3 separate regions of the Mus musculus genome follow, and all the other regions are linked to region 2. Evidence: chromatin contacts called from public Hi-C data. All regions are on one chromosome and are shown on one strand. Each heading gives the region's core, a stretch centred on a gene start, on an enhancer-like site or on the middle of the called end of the contact. The rest is flanking DNA. Distances are from core to core; before and after follow the strand shown.

Region 1 (2,700 bases), core at 116-2,615, 270 kb after region 2:
AAAATGGCAGTAAATACTGAGACATCAGGTAACTGAATGGATTGATCAGAGATCTTTAGAGCAATAATCTATGAACAAAATGACATAGGGAGGTATCACAAACCTTAAAGAGACTATGTAGCTGGCTTCCTCTGGGTAGAGTTTTCATTAACAAATAGGCACCTTTGTAACTTTCTTGGTTTGTCAGAGGCTGACGTTACCACAGCTTCGTCTAGGAATGAAATATCACTGCTGTACTTGGGAGCTGGCTCATGTTGTCAGGCTATTTTGTTGTTGTGACTGACTTTGGCTTTGTATTTAATGTATTTAATGTTATTATCTCTGTGGGAATACGTCCCAAATTTATGTGGATGGGTACAGTTTCATGAAAATTAGATAAGTGGTCTAATGTGTGGGCCGGGAGGTTTATGAGTGATGCTGTTTGAAATGACTTTCTGTTCTTCCCATGTGGCATTCAGGATAACTCCTTCTAGTATATTATGAAACATAAAAGGGGAATTTGTGTTCTGTGTTCAGAAGAAACACCAGGAGTTATGACTGTTCCTGGGAAACAGCAATATAAAAATGGAGTTTCCTGGAACGTTGGAATTCATTTTCAGAGACTAGTCAGCTCAGTGTTTTCCAGTATTGATTCGGTTCATCTATACATTCTTTGTGAGCCTTCACAGGACCAGCATCAGAAGCCATGTCTCACAGTTATCTTCTGCCTACCCCCAAACTGCATCTAGTTGTTGTGGATTCAGTGTAGATTCATAATCATCACTTTTTTTTACCATCATACAATACTATTGCACACTCTTGAGTCATATTTATTATTTATTTGTCTATGACTCATCTTCTCAAGAACTCCTTGACAAAGGAGCTCACATCACACTGTTTACTTCAGAGCTTCCCTGGGGGCCGGACTCCCAACTTTAACATAAGAGAAATGTGATAAACTTTTATTGTCTCAGTGTTTGGCTTACAACATATCATATAACCCGCTGCTCTGAATCCATGCAATCAAGGAAGGAAACACTAGGCAGACTGAGAGAATAGTCTGTGTATACCCCAGGGCTGTACCCAGGCTGGGATAACCCTGCAGACATTCTTTCTCTCCATCCCAGTTTATTGTCAGTGCTTCTTCTCAAGGAAGAACACACACAAAAAAAACGTGAAACTAAGAAAAGCAAATGGAAACTTCAAATACAAAGACACTGGCTTTCCGAGGGGGGAAAATATACGGTTCAGCACGCTTACCCTCACTAATAATAGACTCTATGGCTTTGAAAAGACTGTTGTCAAAATAACATCAGTGAAGCACTGAGGTCATAACTGGCACTACTGTTTTGGCCCTGTGACCAGTTTTACATCAGGGACTTATTTTCCAGTTTCTTTCCTCCCAATCACTGCAATCATTTGCTCTAGTAGAGTCTAAATTGAATGGCGCGCACCATAAACCTGCTCCCCACTGCAGCTCACGCTGGCATTGTAAAAACGCAGGCAACAGTGGGAGGCATTGAAGTGGCTCACACACTGACCTCTTAAAAACCAAAGAGTAGGAAAGAACATCTTACAGCCCAGGTTCCTCCAGAATCCCACACACGGGACTCCTGACCGCCCTGGCTTGGTTGGACACTCATCTCCACTAGACACCATGACCCAGACATGAGGACAGTGGACCCAGCCTTGGTCCATTCACAGACCCACAGTGTGAAGCTGTTCCCTGAAGGAGAGTGCCCTTGAATAACGATGTCCAATAGGTAGCCCTGCGTTAGTTTTGCTGGGCAAATCTAGGGAAAATAAATAAGAAAACTCACCAAGACTCCATCAAGCTGTTCATAAAGGACTTTAGAGGAAAAACTCTTATTCATCAGCCCATTAAGTCTATTGGCTCTGCTGTTCCCTCAAAAGAGAAAAAAAATTAAAGAGATGATGTAACTGAATTACTCTACCTAACTAACTGACGGCTTGAAAATTGAATTTGTCTTTCTTTTCCTGACATCATCACCAATAATAAAACTTAAGCTATTAAAACAGAGTTTTCATCAGGAATGTGTGATACAGACCTGTATATAGAATTTTTATGAGTAGGTTCTGACTCTGGAACTATCATATAGCTACATGAAAGTGCTTGCCATGCAGGCACAAGGATCTGGAGTTTGAATCCACGGGCCCTATCTAAAAGTTTGTTGTGGTGGCATATACCTGACATCCCCAAACCAGGGGTAAAGGAACTGGGGAGGGACACAAATAGATCCCTTGAGTTGATTGACCAACCCAAAACAGGAAAAAACAGGGAAAAAGAAAAGGTGGGAAGTTGAGTGGAAAAAAGACTCAGCATGGAACTCTGGCCTCAGAAACAAATGAATACACACATGCACACACCCGTGCATGTACACATCAGTAATATTTATGCACAGAAAGCGGAATTAGTTTGAATGACATTTATTATGCTATGGTAAGCTGAATACATTTCCTTATTTTTCAACATCTTCAACATTGATTGCTTTCTCTTCGAGTGGAGTTATCACCATGGCCTGTGAATTCTGATGCAAATAATTCTTTTCTCCATTTCTCTCTGAGTGGTTTATAGTCATTTATGGTATTTTCTTTGTGATCTAACTATCCTTAAAGGACATGCCTCTTAAGTTTCAAATACCTATGACTCAAGTTCTTACCCACTTAGAAAAGAAGTGACTTACCTGCCAGTTACTTTGC
Region 2 (2,700 bases), core at 31-2,530:
TGGAATTTTAAAAATACAGCCCAATATAAAAATATCCTTATGAGGGACTGAGGAGATGGCTTAGTCTAACACACTCCTTGTCTGTGCAGGAGGACCCAAGTTCAGATATCCAGCACCTACATCAGAGAGCTAGAGATGATCAAGTGCAGATCTTAACCTTGGTGTAGTAAGGATGAAGACACGTAGAATCCAGGAGCTTACTAGCCTGGCCAGGCAGTCGATCCTGTCACAGAGTAGCCAGTTCAATGAAAGAAGGTGGGAGCATTCAAGGAAGGTACCAAACGTTGACTTCTGTCCTACACACACATACACACACACACACACACACACACACACACACACACACACACACCACATGTCTCTTGCTCACCATATATCTATATCTATATCTATCTCTATCTCTATCTACATCTCTATCTACATCTATATCATCTATATCATCTATATCTATATCTATCTTCATGAGTTAGCTTTCATGACAAAGGGAGTAACCAGGGGAAGATGACCTCTGTGTGTGGCTTCCATCTCCCTGCTCTGGAATAGTAACTTGCAGAAATACTCCAAGGAGTTATCGTGAGCAGAATGCCACATGCCAGGTTTATTGTTTCTATTGGACACATTTCAGAACAGCCTGTGACTTTACAATGACTGCTTCCAGATCAGGCTCTATATTCTAGTTGACATTTTAAAAATTAGCCTTTCCCTACAACTGAAAGAGCCAGGACCCTATCTGCCCTTTCTGCTAATAGTTGGTAGGAAACATGAGCCACACAATGGCAGACATGGACCCAACTCAGATTGTCCCCAGATAGAGAGGGCTGAGTCTTCATTTGTTTGGAAAAGTAAAAGATTGGAGCTATTGATACGTAGCAGTTGTTCAGGGCATCCTCAAGTCATGCTTCTACATAGCACAAGGTGGGTCTGTAAAAGGATACTGCCAAGTAACCCCTAGAAGGAAGATGGAATAATTTTCTGAATAACATTTGGTTTTTGTAGCAACACTAGGGCTGGGGCAAAGATAAAATAAAAATGCATTTATAGTCCTGGAAAAAAGAAGGCAGGCATTATCTCCCTCATAAAACCAGCTGCTCACCCTGAAATTACATTTCTTCTAGAATATTTTATTTTATCTTTGATCATTATAAATTATTCTTTTAAAGTTCTATTTTTTGCTTTTTAAGGTTCCGATTGAGAAAGCAGTTGGCATCCCTACACACCAGGACTTACACAGGCTTATTTATTGAAAAACCTCTCAAGTACTTCCCTTTCCACCCGTCTGAACCCATCAGGGTTGCTCTGTGGAGCTGTCTTGTGGACAGTTATGGGCAGAGTCGGCTAACCACCTCTGGCGGTAGAAGCGACTTTCCATGGCTCTGAGTGCCAGATACATTTGCTTACTCAGAGTTTCACTTGACTCATAACCTTTTCTTGGTGGTGGTGGTGGGGGGTGTTTTGTGTGATTCTGAATTACAAAGAGTTGACTGGGGAACTTAAGGGGGAAAGGGCTTAGAGAGGAAGATGGAGGATCAAGGGGCAAGGTGGCCAAGTCCTTATGTTGTTCTAGGTCTAGAGATGGGTCTTGACGGTGGAATGCTGGAGACTTCATCCCCACAGGTAGTTCCTTTCACTGGGAGAATGTGTGAACACAGTACCCACGCTTCCAGCAGAAGGAAGCTGCTCTTAGAAGCAGCTTGGCACGGTGGGCTCTTGGTAATCTGGCAACTCATTCCAGAGGCTCGGAGCCGCTGGAGACAAGGTCTCCTCCCCTGTTTATCCTGAAGCATCTAAAAATCTTCCCGAGGCATTGTATGAGCCAGCATGAAGACCATAGAGCCCGGAAGCAGAGGGATCACTTTATTAGCAGCAATAACAATACTAACAAATAAATTACTAACGATAATAAAACAATCACCAGCAGTTAGGATTTTATAGATCACAGAGCATTTTCTCCTTCATTTTCTCATCTCAGATAATGGCCATTTGTTACAACGCTGCTGGCACTGAGAAGATTCAATACAATCATTCTCAGATCAAAGGAGGGATTTTCTCCCAGCCCCTGGGAGTGGTGGTAAAAATGAATTGCCTAGGGTATTGACTTGGCCACCCCAGAGAAAACAGGAGGGAGGGGAGGAATAAACGGGAGGATCTGGATATGATGCTATTCTGTGAAGCAGTTTGCTTCTTCCCCCTAGAATTTTAACTGCACCCTTGGGATGTAAGGGGCTGGATAAAGGATCAGATGGTCTTTGAATGCCGTACTGTGTTGAAACATAAAGGGACTTCATAAAAATCCTGGGTTGTGAAATATTAAATATTTGGCATGTGTTGTAGTTGTCAAATGAAATTAGTTATATAAGCAGAACTCTCTAGCATGGTTTCCCTTTGTCCAGCGTTGGAGAAAGGGTTTAGTGAGGAAAGACCAAACCATCTGAAGGCTAACTTGTGAAAAACCACTTCCCTGCAGAGGAACATCTGGAGACCTGGGAGATGGCTCCCCTGGTGAAGTGCTTTCATGAGGACCCGAGTTTAGATCACAGCACCAACAGGAAGGAGGGGCTCAGTGGTGCACATCTGCACTCCCCATGCTGGCCGGTGGGGGTGGGGAGCTAGAAGACTCCCTGGAGCTCACTGGCCATCTAGTTGTATTCCAGGCTTTGTGAGAGACTCTGTCTCAAAATATAAGGTAGAGAGAGAGTCAGT
Region 3 (2,700 bases), core at 167-2,666, 330 kb after region 2:
AGGGCAGTGGGAGCAGAGAAGACAAGCAAGGGTTTGGAAGCCCTGTGAGTACTTACAGTGAATGACCACCACACTGGACCAGCTATCAGGAGGCAGATCAACTTTACTTTGGGTGATTCGAGGCTTATAGAGTTTTGGGGGAGTAAGAGCAAGAGCATCCAGTCTTCTCCCCATACGGACGCACTCTTCTCCACAGTGTCTCACAGAAATCCATCTGAACACTCCTCACCTATGCACCTTCTCATTAGCGAGTGCTGAGTTCCCACAATTCTGTCAGTCCCTGGGCATTCTGGTCCCTGCCAACCATACCAGCCCCCTTCCCTATGCATCAAATGACTATGTACATAAACGTTGTTCATGCTCATAGATAAACCTATTTGACAACTGAATCATCCTTTCTCCCCATGATATATATAGATCCCAGCCTCTGTGGACAGGGTGACATAAAACATGCCTAGTTAATATAGATGCATGTGTTTTTCATGTAGAGGGGCTATTCCTAGGGAACAGAGACTGAGAATCGTATGCTAGGTTGGAAGGTACAGGTTTTACCTTAGTACATGTTTCAAAGTTGCTTCCATAAAGGTGGTAAAAATCCATCATTCTACCACAAAGAAATCTACCTTTCTCCAAAGCATCTGTACAAGCAGGTCCCATGGAGGAGGTGCTGGGTACTAGCATGCTCTCACGTGAGTGGGTCCACCAACTCATCAAATGCACTTCATTGGTTTAACATGGAAAACTGCCCAGGTTTAACTTAGAAGTTCAAATGCTTTTGATGTGGCAGGACTCCTTGCTGATCTATGCATCTGTCCGTGGGTGCCCCTGCCCCAGACTCCTCGCTGATCTATGCATCTGTCCGTGGGTGCCCCTGCCTCAGACTTCTCTTACCACCATCACACTAGTCGTCATGCTTACTACATTAGGCAGTCATTCTTATTTAGCCAAGAAGTCATTCAAAACACTTAGAAAGTTTAAAATTCTCATAAATGATTCTCTTTAAACATCTTTGGAGATTTTCAATTAATCTGCGTTATTCGTGGAGGTTGATGTTTTCAGAGCAAAGCCTGGGAGGAGGGCAGGCTTCTGCAGACGGAACCCTCGGGCTTCTCACTGCTCTATCCAGGCCCTCGCTTTCTGTGGGGAAGATAGAAGCCCACAGCACTCCTCTCAGCCAGCTAAGGAGATGGCTCAGGGACAAGAGAGTGCAGAAGCACCCAGGCCTTGCTCCTCCCAGAGACATCCTCAAGGTTAACTTCAAGTCCACTGCACTTGAAAGCAGGTGTTTTGTTCTCAGTCATTGTTACACACTGTGAAGTGTTCCCTGAGGCTGAAGTCACAGTGAAGGCCAACTCTAGAGCTGAGTGATACCCAGTCCTCTGGAGGTCCATCGACTTCTCTCTCCATTCCCTGCTATTTCTCTCACTGTTTATTTGTCTGTCTAAGCACTTAAATAAGGATGATATCATCGGCTAAAATGTGAATCATTCTGGGAACGCGGCCATTAATGGGAAAAAATGATCCTCGCTAACTCTTTCCCCGTTGACAATGCCTTATTTGATTAATCTAGGTAGATGCTCCACTGAGGTAAAACACAGTGAAAATCCACATTTACGGATTGGGATGGTCCGGGTCTCTCACTTCCCTAAGAAAAAATTAAAAATTTCTGTTTAAATGGGATCATTAAGATAATTTAATGGGATAAAAAAAAGGCTAGAACTCTTTTTGCTAAGAAAACAATCGAGAGTACATAAATTTCCAAAGATGTTAGAATAACCTTTAAATAAAGCATAAAAGATTGTTTTTTAAACAGCTAAAAGGCTTGGCACATATGTTATATTCATTCACTTTCTTCCTCAAATAAATCACTTTATTAGCTGGTATAAAAACAGTTCAGACATTACCACAATAAACAAATATGTTCAGCAAAGAACATCTGTGCGGCTCCTAAACCAATCAATCAATCAACCCGTTACACACTGCTCAAGTATTAGACTAGAATACATGTCCAACACTTTGATTTTTTTTAATAAAAAGGTATTTGATTGAACACCCACTTCTGTTTTAATCTGTGTTCCCCTAAAGTTATAAGAGCCAAAAGATCATCTGTAGTCTGTAGGATAGCAAGCTGGCTCTGGTCTCTCTTTGTCCTCATTTCAGAATTCTCCCAGCATGCTCTAGGCTCAAGTGCCATTGGACAGCTCATCAGTGAGTTGGGAGCATTGCATCAGATGTCCTCTCCCAGCCCTGTGTTCCCCATCATTCCCTGTGCTGGCTCAAGGCTCCAGTCAGATGATGTCATCAGCGCCCTCTCCCAGCCCTGTGTTCCCCATCATACCCTGTGCTGGGCTCCCACTGACTACTCAGGTGTCAACTGAAAAGTCACCTTTGACTCCTCATTGCTGCTTCTATTCTGCAAGGACTCTGTCTCACTAAAGTCACTGCTCTTCACAGTGCTCATCATTGGAGATTGTAACTGTTGCCATTTTCAGTCTGATCATGAGCAGTGGACCTCGGACATCCACATGTACAGGAATACAGATGCCTGTGCACACCCCTATCTGTGCACTCACTCCCCTTGTGAACATGCATTAATTCACTGAAAATGATAAGCACTCCTTTTTAGGTGGGGAAATGTACAGTCAACATGTAGAGGCACAGGCAAGTCTGATGGGTCTTAGGATTTTTCAAATTATCAAC

What was found. A called contact is a pair of places that touch in the nucleus more often than the background predicts.
Region 1: a contact with region 2 is called in a Hi-C map of uterus, with 4 times the contacts expected there. The contact joins two enhancer-like sites. A contact is called at or near these places in 4 of 484 Hi-C or Micro-C datasets (lens fibers, nephron progenitors and uterus).
Region 3: a contact with region 2 is called in a Hi-C map of uterus, with 2.6 times the contacts expected there. The contact joins two enhancer-like sites. A contact is called at or near these places in 1 of 15 datasets of contacts at CTCF or cohesin (the NIH/3T3 cell line) and 6 of 484 Hi-C or Micro-C datasets (cerebral cortex, embryonic fibroblasts, myocytes and 1 more).

The regions. Positions count from the first base shown.
Region 1 is chr1:186,042,861-186,045,560 of GRCm38.p6, forward strand. No RefSeq gene overlaps it. Among named protein-coding and RNA genes, the nearest start is that of Lyplal1, 73 kb to the right of the region's middle. Within about 2 kb of position 1,366, at least 20 of the 459 cell types and tissues checked have an H3K27ac peak or open chromatin away from gene starts, as enhancers often do. A contact at or near this core is called in uterus, where this site is marked.
Region 2 is chr1:185,772,046-185,774,745 of GRCm38.p6, forward strand. No RefSeq gene overlaps it. Among named protein-coding and RNA genes, the nearest start is that of Gm35023, 150 kb to the left of the region's middle. Within about 2 kb of position 1,281, at least 16 of the 459 cell types and tissues checked have an H3K27ac peak or open chromatin away from gene starts, as enhancers often do. A contact at or near this core is called in uterus, where this site is marked.
Region 3 is chr1:186,101,040-186,103,739 of GRCm38.p6, forward strand. All of the region lies in intron 2 of Lyplal1 (lysophospholipase-like 1), which reads right to left. Among named protein-coding and RNA genes, the nearest start is that of Lyplal1, 15 kb to the right of the region's middle. Within about 2 kb of position 1,417, at least 14 of the 459 cell types and tissues checked have an H3K27ac peak or open chromatin away from gene starts, as enhancers often do. A contact at or near this core is called in uterus, where this site is marked.